Regions from separate parts of the Mus musculus genome. Here all the other regions are linked to region 1. The links are chromatin contacts, called in public HiChIP or PLAC-seq maps. All regions are on one chromosome and are shown on one strand. Each heading gives the region's core, a stretch centred on a gene start, on an enhancer-like site or on the middle of the called end of the contact. The rest is flanking DNA. Distances are from core to core; before and after follow the strand shown.

Evidence for each region. HiChIP or PLAC-seq counts read pairs in DNA pulled down with a chosen protein or histone mark.
Region 2: an H3K4me3 HiChIP or PLAC-seq map of bone marrow-derived macrophages shows a contact between it and region 1, with 4 times the contacts expected there. The contact joins the enhancer-like site here to the promoter of Atp6v1g1 in region 1. A contact is called at or near these places in 3 of 39 promoter capture datasets (cranial neural crest, maxillary cranial neural crest and second pharyngeal arch cranial neural crest), 1 of 15 datasets of contacts at CTCF or cohesin (the NIH/3T3 cell line), 1 of 484 Hi-C or Micro-C datasets (nephron progenitors), 4 of 115 datasets of contacts at active chromatin or transcription factors (bone marrow-derived macrophages, embryonic basal ganglia, embryonic forebrain and 1 more) and 1 of 9 other capture datasets (macrophages).
Region 3: an H3K4me3 HiChIP or PLAC-seq map of bone marrow-derived macrophages shows a contact between it and region 1, with 5 times the contacts expected there. The contact joins the enhancer-like site here to the promoter of Atp6v1g1 in region 1. A contact is called at or near these places in 11 of 39 promoter capture datasets (the 3T3-L1 cell line, the C10 cell line, cranial neural crest and 7 more), 4 of 484 Hi-C or Micro-C datasets (cortical neurons, liver, rod photoreceptor and 1 more), 18 of 115 datasets of contacts at active chromatin or transcription factors (DN3 thymocytes, the NIH/3T3 cell line, astrocytes and 14 more) and 2 of 9 other capture datasets (liver and macrophages).

What each region holds. Positions count from the first base shown.
Region 1 is chr4:63,542,220-63,546,694 of GRCm38.p6, reverse strand. Atp6v1g1 (ATPase, H+ transporting, lysosomal V1 subunit G1) reads right to left here and starts at 1,930. Exons shown (of 3, transcript NM_024173.2): 1 at 1,696-1,930. The coding sequence starts at 1,777. It overlaps Gm38592 (a long non-coding RNA gene), which reads right to left and starts at 1,402. Exons shown (of 2, transcript XR_881351.1): 1 at 757-1,402; 2 at 1-678.
Region 2 is chr4:63,908,808-63,912,750 of GRCm38.p6, reverse strand. No RefSeq gene overlaps it. Among named protein-coding and RNA genes, the nearest start is that of Tnfsf8, 49 kb to the right of the region's middle. Within about 2 kb of position 2,675, at least 6 of the 459 cell types and tissues checked have an H3K27ac peak or open chromatin away from gene starts, as enhancers often do. A contact at or near this core is called in bone marrow-derived macrophages, where this site is marked.
Region 3 is chr4:63,941,387-63,945,618 of GRCm38.p6, reverse strand. No RefSeq gene overlaps it. Among named protein-coding and RNA genes, the nearest start is that of 8030451A03Rik, 41 kb to the left of the region's middle. Within about 2 kb of position 2,553, at least 28 of the 459 cell types and tissues checked have an H3K27ac peak or open chromatin away from gene starts, as enhancers often do. A contact at or near this core is called in bone marrow-derived macrophages and hematopoietic stem and progenitor cells, where this site is marked.

The DNA.
Region 1 (4,475 bases), core at 681-3,180:
AACTGCTTCAGCTATCTGATACATACAAGCTTGCAGCCAAGTAAGGTTTAAAATCTCCCGGGAACACGGTCATTCCCACCACAGTCCAAGTATTTGCTCTTGCATCTCCTCCAAACAGCCTCACATAATTCCCAACACATACACCTGCTACTGCGGCTGAGTCATCACAGGACAAACTGACAAGACAGTCTGGAAATTCTGGATCGAGAGCATGACAACACAGGCCTTTCTAGCCACCTGAGAAGAAAAGGGCTTCTCTCCACCCCCAGCATTCTACAGAAAACATCTCCTGGAAATAAAGAATCGCCTAACTCCCACCAGGGCCACACTTCAATCTACTTGGGGGGTGAGCATGGTGGCACATGCCTTTCAGGCCAGCACTGGGAAGCAGAGGCAGGCAGATCTCTGAGAGGTCTCAGCCCGTCAGCAGTATGTAACATAAGTGTACTGCAAGTTTTATACTAAGGAAAATCCCTTGCATGAGAAAGGCCTCTCAAGCCAGAGTCTGGCCAAATCACCTTCTGGGTCTCATTTTTCCCTCCTGCAAAAAAACAGGAGCAAACGCAGTGTCTTCTTACCTTGGAAAACTAGATTCATAAAGGTCCTGAGACACAGTTTCCAGTTTCCAAAAGCTTATTCTAGCGGCAAGGCCATGGAAACCAACAGCTTACTATAACACTACGTCAAAAACAAGCATTAGTGAGGGAAAGAGCCTGAATGAGGAACCGCTGCCAAATTCTGAGATCCAAAACTAACCATCAGGGCAAACGAAGTGCAAAAGCCTGGAGGGCCAGAAATGAGGATGCCTTTAGGATTCAAGCGACGCAGTACTGCGGGAAGAGAATTTCTCACAGGGACATGCTTAGGAGAGAATACAAAAGCCTGACTGATGAAAACACTTCCTCTAATCCATTATGAAATACCAGCTCCATTCTGCGGGGACAAGGAGTGCTGAGTGGAAGGCCAGGTGTGACGAGAAAGTTATGTTCGAATTTTAAGCAGGTGTCTGAAGTGGGGGGGGGGGGAATTTGTTGCAGAATATTACAGGCTTCTTCCACTCCTTGGTCCCAGTTACACACGTGGTAAACTGACTTTTCTGGCCACTTTGTCCCTCTCAATATTGGCCTTTCACTGCTACACACATCCTAACTGGTATGTGCGCCTCCGCTGGAACAAGAAATACCCTGTGATGAATATGAACTCGGCACTTCTCTAATACATTCTCAGGGGAACAAAGAAAGGAATGACTGGCCGAGTTAGGTAGCCACATGAACTCAGGGAGTTCAACTATGGTGCTGAAAAAAGAAAAAAAAAAACAAAAAAAAAAAACGATGGACGGAGATCAGGTTAGAGAGGCTGGGCGAACCGTTTAAAGTGACGAACGTGAGGGAGAGGTGGCCAGAATGACCTAGGTTCGCAGACTCGACGGCCGTGGAGGTGGCTCCCGTAGGTGGGCCGCGGCCGGAAGCAAGGGATCGGGATCGGGTGGGAGCAGTTTCTGTGGGGTGGCCCACTTCACGCCCTCCACCCCGAGAAGTGGACGAACCCACTACTGTCTCCACAGGCACCTGAGGTCCAGCCTCGAGGCTTCCAGACACCGCCGGGACAGCTTCTGGCCCCGACACTGTCCCCCGGCCTCCGCCCGCGGCCTAGTCGCCGTCCCAGCCTAGCATCCCGCCCCGTCCCGGAGCTCACGCTTGCGGGCCTCGGACACCTTCTCGGCGGCCCGCTTCTCGGCCTGCAGTAGCTGCTGGATGCCCTGCGACTGACTCGCCATTGCTGAGGGGACTTTGGGCTGAGAGAACGGCCTAAGTCAACTGCTCAAACACCCTCCGAAGCCCCTCGGATCACCTGATCCACCACCCAGACTCTGCGCCTGCGCAGCGCGCAGGAGCCCCGCCCCACCGTCAAAAGAACCGCCCGGTGTCTCAGCTGACTGACTGCCTTTGAGTCCGGTGACTCCCAGGAGATGGGGCGGGGCGGGGCGGGGCGGGGCGGGTGAGACGGGGCGGCGGGGTGGGGCGGGGTGAGACGGGACGGGGCGGGGCGGGACAAGGAGGGACGTGCCAAGCTGTTCCACTACGCCTGCGCATTGAGAGATGGCTACTCCTGCTCTTTTGCAACTGTCAAAGGCTGGTTTTTTATAGCTGGTATTATCCCTGTGGCAGTCCTGTCACGTGGTTATTTCTCTCTTCCCGAAATTAATAGTGTGCCCACGTTGAAGTTCAGAAGCAAGGATCCAAACCTGATTATTTACCCCCTCTCTTCACCCAGCTAGACTTCCTACCTTTCTGGAAATTTCTTTGGAACTTACACCCTATCAGGAAGCAATGCTGCCCTAGTGGTACAGGCTGCAAACCCAGCACACCCGTGTCAGGATGCTGAAGCAAGAGGATTGATTGAGTTCATGACCTGGCTAGTGAGACCGTGTTTGGCGGGGGAGGGGAGTGGGAACCAAAGCAGGTAGTGAGGCATAGCACATGCCTTTAATCCCAGCACTAGGTATGCAGAGGCAACTGAGTCTCTCATTCGAGGCAGGCCTGGTCTACAGAGTGAGTTCCAGGACAGCAAGAGCTACCCAGAGAAACCGTGTCTCGAAAAACCAAAAAGAAAACATCTATCATGGAGAAGTTTAGGAAGTTCTGGCCAGTTCTGGAGAGACGTCTGAAGTCCTAGGTTCAGACACTAGCAAATACTCAGACACACTCACACAAGGACTCAGCATCAAGTCAACTACTAACCCCTGTGACTTGTGGGCCAGTTGCCATCCTTTTTCATGGTGCTAGGGCTGGAACCTAGTTCCCTCAAGCATTGTAGGCGAGTCCCTTCCACCCTCTGAGCTGTATCCCTGGACCTGCCATCCCTTTCTGACCCAAGCTTAGGAATAAATAGTGCTGTTTTCCATAAGTGTTGCTGCAAGCACAGTGGGCGTGCACACCTCCTTTGATCCTGAAAACAGATTAAGGAGACAGAGTTGTAATAGCTCAGGGTATAGATATTTACCTCACGTGGAGGAAGGAGAAAAACAATTCCTGCAAGCTGTCTCCTGACCTCCACAAACACAGTGACATATGCAGTACCACCACCCACCCACATGGTTTTGAAAATTTAAGACATTAATTTAAACAAATAATTGTAGCATAATAAATGTGCCAAGTGTTTTTTTTTATTACGTATTTTCCTCAATTACATTTCCAATGCTATCCCAAAAGTCCCCCATACCCTCCCCCCCACTTCCCTACCCACCCATTCCCATTTTTTTGGCCCTGGCGTTCCCCTGTACTGGGGCATATAAAGTTTGTGTGTCCAGTGGGCCTCTCTTTCCAGTGATGGCCGACTAGGCCATCTTTTGATACATATGAAGCTAGAGTCAAGAGCTCCGGGGTACTGGTTAGTTCATAATGTTGTTGCACCTACAGGGTGTGCCAAGTGTTTTAAGACATGCTTGTTAATGAAGATAAACCATGTGACCAGTCATGAGGAGAGAATGGATCTGAAGGCTCTCCCAAGGGAGAGATCTAAAGTGAGATGCTAGGGCTGTGTCAGCAGCACAGGGCTGTTATAACCCTCAGAGCTCCTGTTCCAAAGAGAATACAAGACAGCCCAATATTCTGAGCCCAATATGATTATGGCCCAGGAAGGACATATTCAGATTCCCATGAACAGCACGTTCTGCCACCGAGGAAGAGGATAGTTACACTTATGGTCAGAGACCAAAACAAGGTTGTAAATACTTTTACCTAATGCAAACACTCAGTGTATTTACCTAATACTTGGGTGTGTACAACAGGTAGATTATGGCAGTATTGGAAAACCTTATCAATGGGTTCAGCATGCTGCTTTCTACTAGCCTTAGCATTAGGGTTGGAGGAAGCCAGTGACCTGTTAACCGTTCATTCCGAATATTACATCTAGTGGTCACAGAGCTGTCAGGACAGATGTGGAAGTTGGTAGTAAAAGGCTGTTAAGGGATCTAAAGATAGGCCAAGATGATTTTAGCACTATGTCTGAGAAATCGTGTCCCTCTTCAGTCATGAACCTCCAGTCTGTCAGTCTTCAGGACCTTCCACACTGATGTGGCTTCTTCTGAGGTCACCACTACCATGTGCCAGGCCTTCCTTCTGTCCCCAGTGGATAGGGCAGGCAAGATAGGAAGTGGAGCTTGCATGTGCACCATGCCACTCTCTGGAATGACTCCTGCCAGCAGGTTCAGAAGTGCTATGAAAGAATAGTCTCATTTGATAACGTCCAAATGGAGGCTCAGCAGGTTAAGTGATTTGTCCACAGTCACACTCCTGTTGACTGCCAAATGGGATGCCTGCCTCTTGTCAAGCTGCACACTGACATCTCTAGCCAGCTGCACTCTTCTGAGGGATTCCTGTGGGCTTTGGAAAGTATCAGATGACCTCTTAGAGTCTGTAAAATGCTGAAAACATAAAGTAATGCCAAGATATTTTTTTTCTAGAACGCTCTCT
Region 2 (3,943 bases), core at 1,426-3,925, 370 kb before region 1:
CTCCTTAGCCTTCCCAACCTCTTCTCTACAAGTTATGTCTACCAAAGTACTAGGCCATGACCACAGAATGGAGCCTTATTGACAGGTAATATACCTACTAAAAACATTCACTTAGGATCTAGAAAAGAAATGACAGCTTCCTGGGTAGCAATTGGCTCATAATGAAGAAACCATAGTCTTGCTTCCTATAAGCAATCCCAATTACAATATATAAATAATTATGTTTCCCAATATGAAACTATACTAAATGGCCTATAGGTGTGTCTGTTATGGCAGAGGCCCAAATTAGCAATGGCTCAAAGTCCCATGTCATGTATCTCTCCAAGGCTAATAAGGTGCCTTCGTCATCACCACAAAATCAGATACTTCCCATCATGCTTTGCACAACCTCCATCTCTTCTGTTCAGTTCTCCTAGCCAGAACTGAAATGTATAGTTACAAATATCTGCAAGGAGGCTGAGAAACAGTTATATTCATAGCAACCACTGCCACATCTAAAATGCCCCACCTAATGCAGTTGTTTGAATTATGAGCATCTCCCAAAGGCTAGTCTGCCAGCTTATGGTGCCAATGGGAGGCAGTAAAACCTCTGAGAAGCAGGACCCAGGTGGAGGGAACTTAGTCACAAAAGGCATGCCCTTGAAGAGAAGTCTAGGACTGTAGAGCTTTCGTCTCCCTCTTTGTTTCCTTGCCACAGTGAGATGAGGCAGCCCTCAGGCTTCCCCCATGACATACAGAACCAAGCAACCATGAACTGAAACCATAAATCCATGGTTTCATCTTTTTAAGTTGATTACCTCAAGAACTTTGTTACAGTAATAGAAACCTGACTAATATGCAACATTCATTTATATCTGGTAATATATAAAAGTAAGCTTTGCAAGTTTTAATGTTATAGCATCCTCACTAAGTCCTCATGCCAGATGACGGTGTGTTATTTAGAATGTTGCATCTTAACATTTAATGTACATATGAGCCATCTTGTGTTCTTGTTAAAATAAAAATTATTAATCAGTGTTATTGAGATAGCACTAAGATTTTATATTCTAATAAAGTTTCTGTTGATGCTCACATCATATTCATTTTATTTAAAAATAACCAGGTAGTTTTTATTATTACTGCTACTGCTTTTTTAATTGCCAAGGTTTGTGAGATACAGTGAGATATTTTAATATAAGTATACAATGTTTCATGAACAAATAGAAGCTTTTACATTTCTGCTTCCCTTAACATGTTTTTAAATGTGTTAACACAACACTTATGCTTATGAGCTACAGTGTAATAGCATAGTGGCAGTGCATACTAAGAGCATATACCCATATTCATACCATTACTCTATGTCAGGAGCCTCTGACCTCTTCTTTCACAAAGTATTAAGCAGGCTATTGTGAACTACAGTTCATATCACACTTTGAACAGAAAGAAGTCTTTGGAAGAAAATATGAAGATGTCCAAGATGACTTGGAGGCTAAGGTGTTTGTTTAGCCTTCAGGGTCTACGTAGGAGAGCCTAGTCCTGAAAGTTGTTCTCTGGCTTCCAGGTATGCAATGTACAGAAACACACACACACATACACACACACACACACACACACACACACACACACCAAACAAGAATCATAGCATCGTTTTAAAACACAGAAACAAAAGAAAACATGTTGTATCTGAAGAGATGTGGATGGTCAAAAGAGAAGAGGAATACAGCATCATGGCTCCACCTTTTCTGGTTACTAAAACATACAGAGTTTTATTGAATCAAATTAGAGTGATTTGTGAAAGCTAAAGTCTAGTTTTAAGGAAATAAATCTCACAGTGGTTAAGACCTTTAAAAGTTCCACCATTACAGGTTTTAAAAAGTAGGTCGATGTTACATCAATACTTCAAACACAAGTAATAACATTTTCCTACTTATAGCACCAATTTTTTTCAAATCATAAAATTAAAAACTCTACTGGAAAAGAAGCCAGCCAAGAAATTAAGATGTGAGAAGATTATTTATAATAAGACTTCCTCAATCTTTAGCAAAGAACCTAAGCCAAAATATATTTTGTCCCATATTACATTTGCTAATGAAAGTGTGTCATGTAAGTGAATCATGTAAAATAGTCTTCTACAATGAGACATGCAAGAAATTTTTATATCATATTACAGGATATTTCTCTGCTTCTTTCAGCATTTTATATACTATTCAGTCATAAGATTTTCTTTTACATTTATTTTGATGAATCTCACAGTATTTTCCTCTCCCCCTAAATAATAAAAAATTAAAATCTAATAAGATAAAAGAAAAACTAACATATTTGAATTGGACAAACAAACAGAAGGAAAAGATCCCCCAAAAGGCACAAGAATCAGAGACTCACTCATTTGCACACTCAGAAATGTCATAAAAACAGTAAACTGGAAACTATAGTATATATGCAGAGGACCTGGTGACTATCTGTGTAGGCCCTGTGCATGCTGCCTCCATCTCTGTGAGTTCACAAGAGCTGTGCACAGTTTATGTAGAAGGTCTTGTTTCTTGGTTTCCTCTCCTCTCTGGCTCCTATAGTCTTTCTGCTTCTTCTTCCATGGGGTTCCCGGTTCCTACTTTGATATAGACATCTTTTTTAGGATCGAGTGTTCCAAGGTCTCTCACTCTCTGCATGCTGTCTGTTTGTAGGCCTCAGTCTTTGTTCCTATTTTCTGAAGGAGGAAGCTTCTCTGATGGTGGCACTGCTTCACTTCCCTGGCTAGAGTCTTACAATGTTTCCGTTTTCAAAACATATATTTTATTTTTAAATTCTCTCTCTCTCTCTCTCTCTCTCTCTCTCTCTCTCTCTCTCTCTCTCTCTCTCTGTGTGTGTGTGTGTGTGTGTGTGTGTGTGTGTGTGTGTGTGTGTGTGTGCACATATGCATGCAGCTACCCACAGAAGCCAGAAGAGGGCATCAGATCTCCTAGCCCTACAGTCAAAGGGGCTCTGAGACACCAGTTGTGAACTGTACTCTGCTGAAAAGTACAGCAAGTGCTCTAAAGACCTGAGCATCTCTTTAAGCTTCTTAAATCTACAAATGAATTTCTTTCCCCAGTTATGGAAAATTCTTGGCCATCATCTCTTTAAATGCTGGTTCTGACCTATTCTTTTCTGTCCCTCCAACATCACATACACCAGAGCTTCTCATCATGTTTATACTTTGTAGCATTTTCCACATTTTTAGCTGTTTGCATTAATGTCCTGATCATTTTTGCTATGCCCTAACCTACATCATCTGTCCCCTCTTTTGTTACATCCAGTCTTCTGCTGCATTTTATGTTCTAATAGTTCTACTTCGTTCTTTTCTACATGCTATAATAATTAGGTGTATTTCTCACAGTGCATTTTCGTAAAAGTATTAGTCACATTATTTTACAACATGTACCTAACAATGCGTAGAATATATTCATTTGAACGTCATTCATTGTTTATCCCTTGGATCTTTTTTTTTCTTCCCTCTTGATTTGTTTGTTTTATTTTCCTTTGAAAATGGAATATGTTTATATATCAAATGTTGACTTTGAACTTGGTATCTTCCTGCTGGAATTCCAGACATGCTTGATGTACTTAGCAAATTTGTATTGAAAGTGATTGCCTATGAAGAAACTGCCAAGCCTCTAGAAGATGTAACCTTCCAGAGTTTGTTCCACCATAAGCATCTGCAATGGACTCACATCAAATTAGAATAGCCAGGGACTGATCTTAAAAGTTGGTAAGATTTGCTTCACTGCTGAAAAAATTCTGGGACAGAGAAATTAGCATGAAAAACATGTTCTGGGGGAGATCCGAATATGAGTATTTCCAGAGAGGAGGGACTCAAGCCTGAGCAACAGAAGAGATTGGGCTACTTTGCATGCTCACCCATACCCAATTGGGCTCTAACCCTGGGCTAATGTTTCAGAGAGGTTTAAATATATTGCATGAGTGACCA
Region 3 (4,232 bases), core at 1,304-3,803, 400 kb before region 1:
GCCACGGGTAAAGAATCCTCAATGCCACATCTACCATTAGATGGATAGGCACCCCATTACAAACTCTTCATTAATAAATCAATTTATACTGCCCGGAGGATACTTGGAATTCAGAGGTCACATCAAGCCTTGTAGAAAAGAAGTTTTCACTCTGTTGACAGATGAGGTATTATATCTGCCATCCTTAGAATGAGGTCTATGTAGGCCTCCAGGAGAGTGGAGAGAATAGAAACTACCTCTTGAGAAAATGATCATTGATAAAGAACAGAGATGTGATGTTTGTTTTAAAACAACCTCTGTCATAAACAGAGTAGACTTGCTTGCTGAGTGATAGAGAGAAACAGAATCTAATAATGGATTCCACAAGAAAACAAAATAGGCTAAGGGAGGAAGACTTGGAAAGACCAAAGTCATACCAAGAAAGAGATTCTCATAGCAGCAGCAAGCCCTTGACTTGACATGGCAAGGGCCTCAGGTACTAATGGTAACTAGGTGAACTGCAATCTGCCCTCACCCCCAGCCCTACGGTATCTCCCTTCTAGGCCTCTGACTTGGTTCTCTCTTGCTTCCAAGGTGTTGAAGATGTTTCCTCTCCAGGTTTTCAGTCTCTAGCCTGCATCCCAAGTGCAATGGACTGAGACAAGCATGAAGATTTGAGACACTGGGAAATGTAAGCACTCTTCTTTGGAGAACAAAGGAATTCTGAAAGAGCACGTCCCCAGAGACCACATACACAGGAGCTACCCCTACAAAGTGATGAACCCCAACACCTCTGATTTAATCCATATTCCCACAAATGTGCTTCTTACTGAAAGAAAAAAAAAAGCAGTCAGCCCCAGACATGACGAATGTCTCTGTCTCCTGGGTTGGAATCACTTTTACAAGAAATTATTCTTGGGCAAATTTCTCTGTTACATGAGCCTTTCCAAACCTCACCTAGGAAGCTGCAAGAAACTTGGAACGCAGTCAGAGGCGCGTGCCTATAAAGGAGATCTTTACCATAAAGAGATCGTATCCCTCTCTTCCTTGCCCTAGACACCACATAATCCTTTGTTTTCTCTTCCCCCAAGTAATCCACAGAGTATTCCAGTGGAACTTAAGTCACTCGATGTGCATCTTATAACAGATGCTTTCAATGCTAAGACGAGAGTCTGGGTAAAGTAGGACCCCTGACCATGCAGTCAGGAAACTGCCTCGCCTGCCAGACAGTGAGTGTGTTGGAAACAGGAATTATGTCTTTGAGTCTTTGTGGCAGTCATCACTGTTGAGAAAAGTAGCAGTGCTCATGAGTGAATGGACCATCCGTCTCTTTCAAATCCTGGTTCTACAATGGAACTAGCCATCTACATTTGGTCATGCTCCCTAATGATTTAGGGTTTTCAAACGTTTTCTTTTATAAAACACAAATGATAACTGTCTCATATAACTACAATAAATGCACCGCTGTACCTACAATACAGAGCTGCACCGTAGTAAATGACAAACAGTATCTTGGCTATACTCCCCGCAGCCATCCTTCACACAGACTAAATGATCAATACCCATTTGACTGGCTGGTCAATAGGTGGAGCTAATGTGAGTGCTTTCGGTTAATTTAAGTGGAAGCCTGAACAGGCCAGGTCAAGTGCCTCGTGCCTTTTAGCTGCTTTACAGAAGAGCATGAAGCAGGCAAAGAAAAATGAATGTTAACTCTAAACATACCTAGTTGAGTGTGAGAAGCAGACAAAATTATATCTCACTTCCATTATGACTTCTAATTTGGTACTCTAGTCTCATGAAGCAAAGGCCCAGGTCCTCCAGAGAATCACATAAGATGTCTACCTCTGGTGGCTGGTCATGACAAAGCTGATTATGGAAAACTATACTCAAAGTCGTATATCCTTTAGGGAGTCACAAGAGATATCCCTACAGCATCCGGTGCCCTCACAAATATACCTGCAGACAAATATGTGTGCAGTGCTGCTCAGGATGTCAACTGTCTATCAGTTGGCAGCTCCCAGGTTAATTTGCTACAAGGACAGAGTTATTGCCTTTCAGTCATCATGGCTCAGGTCTATGCTGTGGTCTATTTGTTCTAGTTCCTTCCACCAGTCTCTCTTCTCCTTTTCACGCCAATGATGTAATTTGCTCTCTGTTTTACCCATACACCACTAAAAATTCTTCCACAAAGAATAATATTTAAGATGTGAAATTGTACAGATTCCCATTTTGTAAAAGCTCCTTGGTGTTTCTTCTTTAGGTCCTCCATTTTGACACGAAAGATGGAGCTAAAAATAAAACAAGCCCTGATTGACAGCAGTTCCTGTTACAGCTGCTGTCCATATCAAAGTTCATTTAACCTTCACCACCACCCTATAGTCTCCATTCTACAGAGCTGGAAACTGAGGCAGGTTTGGCCAGTGTCACTGAGGCGGTGGTCTGCTTTATGCAATCGGAATTAAGTGAAACACGCTGACTTGAAACCTTACTACCCAAGTGGTGGCAATGGTTGTGAACATGATTAACAGCCTCAGCCTGCACATCTGAGCTGACAAGAGGGCCACACCCCTTTCCTGTGACCACTAACATCAACTCTACCAGGAGGGAGTACAGACTCTAAATGCAGAAGTGATAGAAACCAGGGGGTTACTTGTTGTTATAAGTCTATTTGGAGGAGAAAAAAATCCTTAAGGCAAAAAGACATATGCCTTGATGATTTCTCTGCCTGCAGGGTGGATGCAGCACTCTGTAGCCTCCCCTGTGGAGGGGAGATAGTTCCCTGCAGCACAGAGAATTGAGACAAGATCATGAGGTCACTATCAAGTGGAACCTATATCCTCAGCTCCGGGAATGTGAGACACTGTGTTCAGAGAAGCTGTACAGGCATGCTTGTCTACCTGCAGCCTAGAGAGTCCATGCTGGTAGAAGATGTCTTCACATGCCTCTTCATTCCAGGCCCTCCAGGACACCCGGGGCAATTTTAGGCTACACACATGAGTCTACAGAGGCTATAGAGATGAGACCCAAAAATCCCTGTGTTCGTTCCTGAAGTCCCACTATGTTTAGGTTTGGAGAACAGACTGTAACCACACAGAAATCTGCACTAAGGCTGTAAGGAAGTCATCACTTTCTCCAGCCTCCAATGACATCATGCACCTGGCTACACTGAAGAAGAGGAACCAGATACAAAATTCTCCATGCCAGCCCACCTCCACCTGTGCATATAAGTCTGGGTCTGTCCTGTCTCTGAGTGACAACCTATTGCTGCCTCCCTCTGAACCTCTGATAGTTGGTCTCTGTGCCTTTTGTGTTCAACTCTGTAGAATTCCCTGCCCTCACCTCTTGATGTCCTCCACCCCACACGTAATAATCATCTGAGCCATCGCATGCTTTATTACCTGCTTCTTACCCTGGAATCTGACCTCTCTATATAATTGCCCAAGTCAAGTCTGGCATCAGTCTTGCTTGAACCTCTGCCATGACCTGGACATGCTGTGAGCTGGTAGGTTTTAACCCAGATACTAGAAAAGGGTCATGAAGAAAAACTGGCATTGGATAGAGGAACCACAGTAGCCTCCTTCAGACAGAATGTCAAGAGGGCTATCTCTAAAACTGGGACATTTGAATCTAAACATGCATGATGGGAGACACAGTTCTTGCAAGAGGCCTGGAGTGGGGAACAGCTTGGTAACAAGGTAGCATCTACGGACACATTTTCATATTTAATCTGCAATACATATGCACATGCTCTCCCTCCAAGCCAGTGGGTCTCCACGTCTCTGCCTCAGGACTTTCTCAAGAGCTTGGGAGTCCAGTTTGTCTAAGCCAAAGTCATTTTCAAAGTGTAAAATAATGGGGGACTCTATTCCAGTTCAGGGGAGGAAGAGTGGAGGAGTGTCAAAGGTTTCTGTCCTATAGCAAGGCAATTGGGAGGCATTGTCAACCTGCCCTTGGGGGGGACAGAGTCAAGGCTACTCAGAACAGGAAACAATTGATTGTGCAACCCATGTCAACTGTTTTCCTTCCCTGTCTCACTCCACCTACTCCCTCACCCTGATCTTGGGACCATCTTTTGTGCCTTGGTCTCAGGCTCTGCCCTAAAGCCTAATGAGCTCAGAAGGAAGCGCACTGTGGTCGGAACATATGAGACTCAAGATCAAATCAGAGAGGCCATTAAGGGCTAAACAGTAAACAGCCCCTGGAAAAGCTTCAGACTGCAGACCGCAGCATTTGGGTGGTCGCCATGGAAGTCT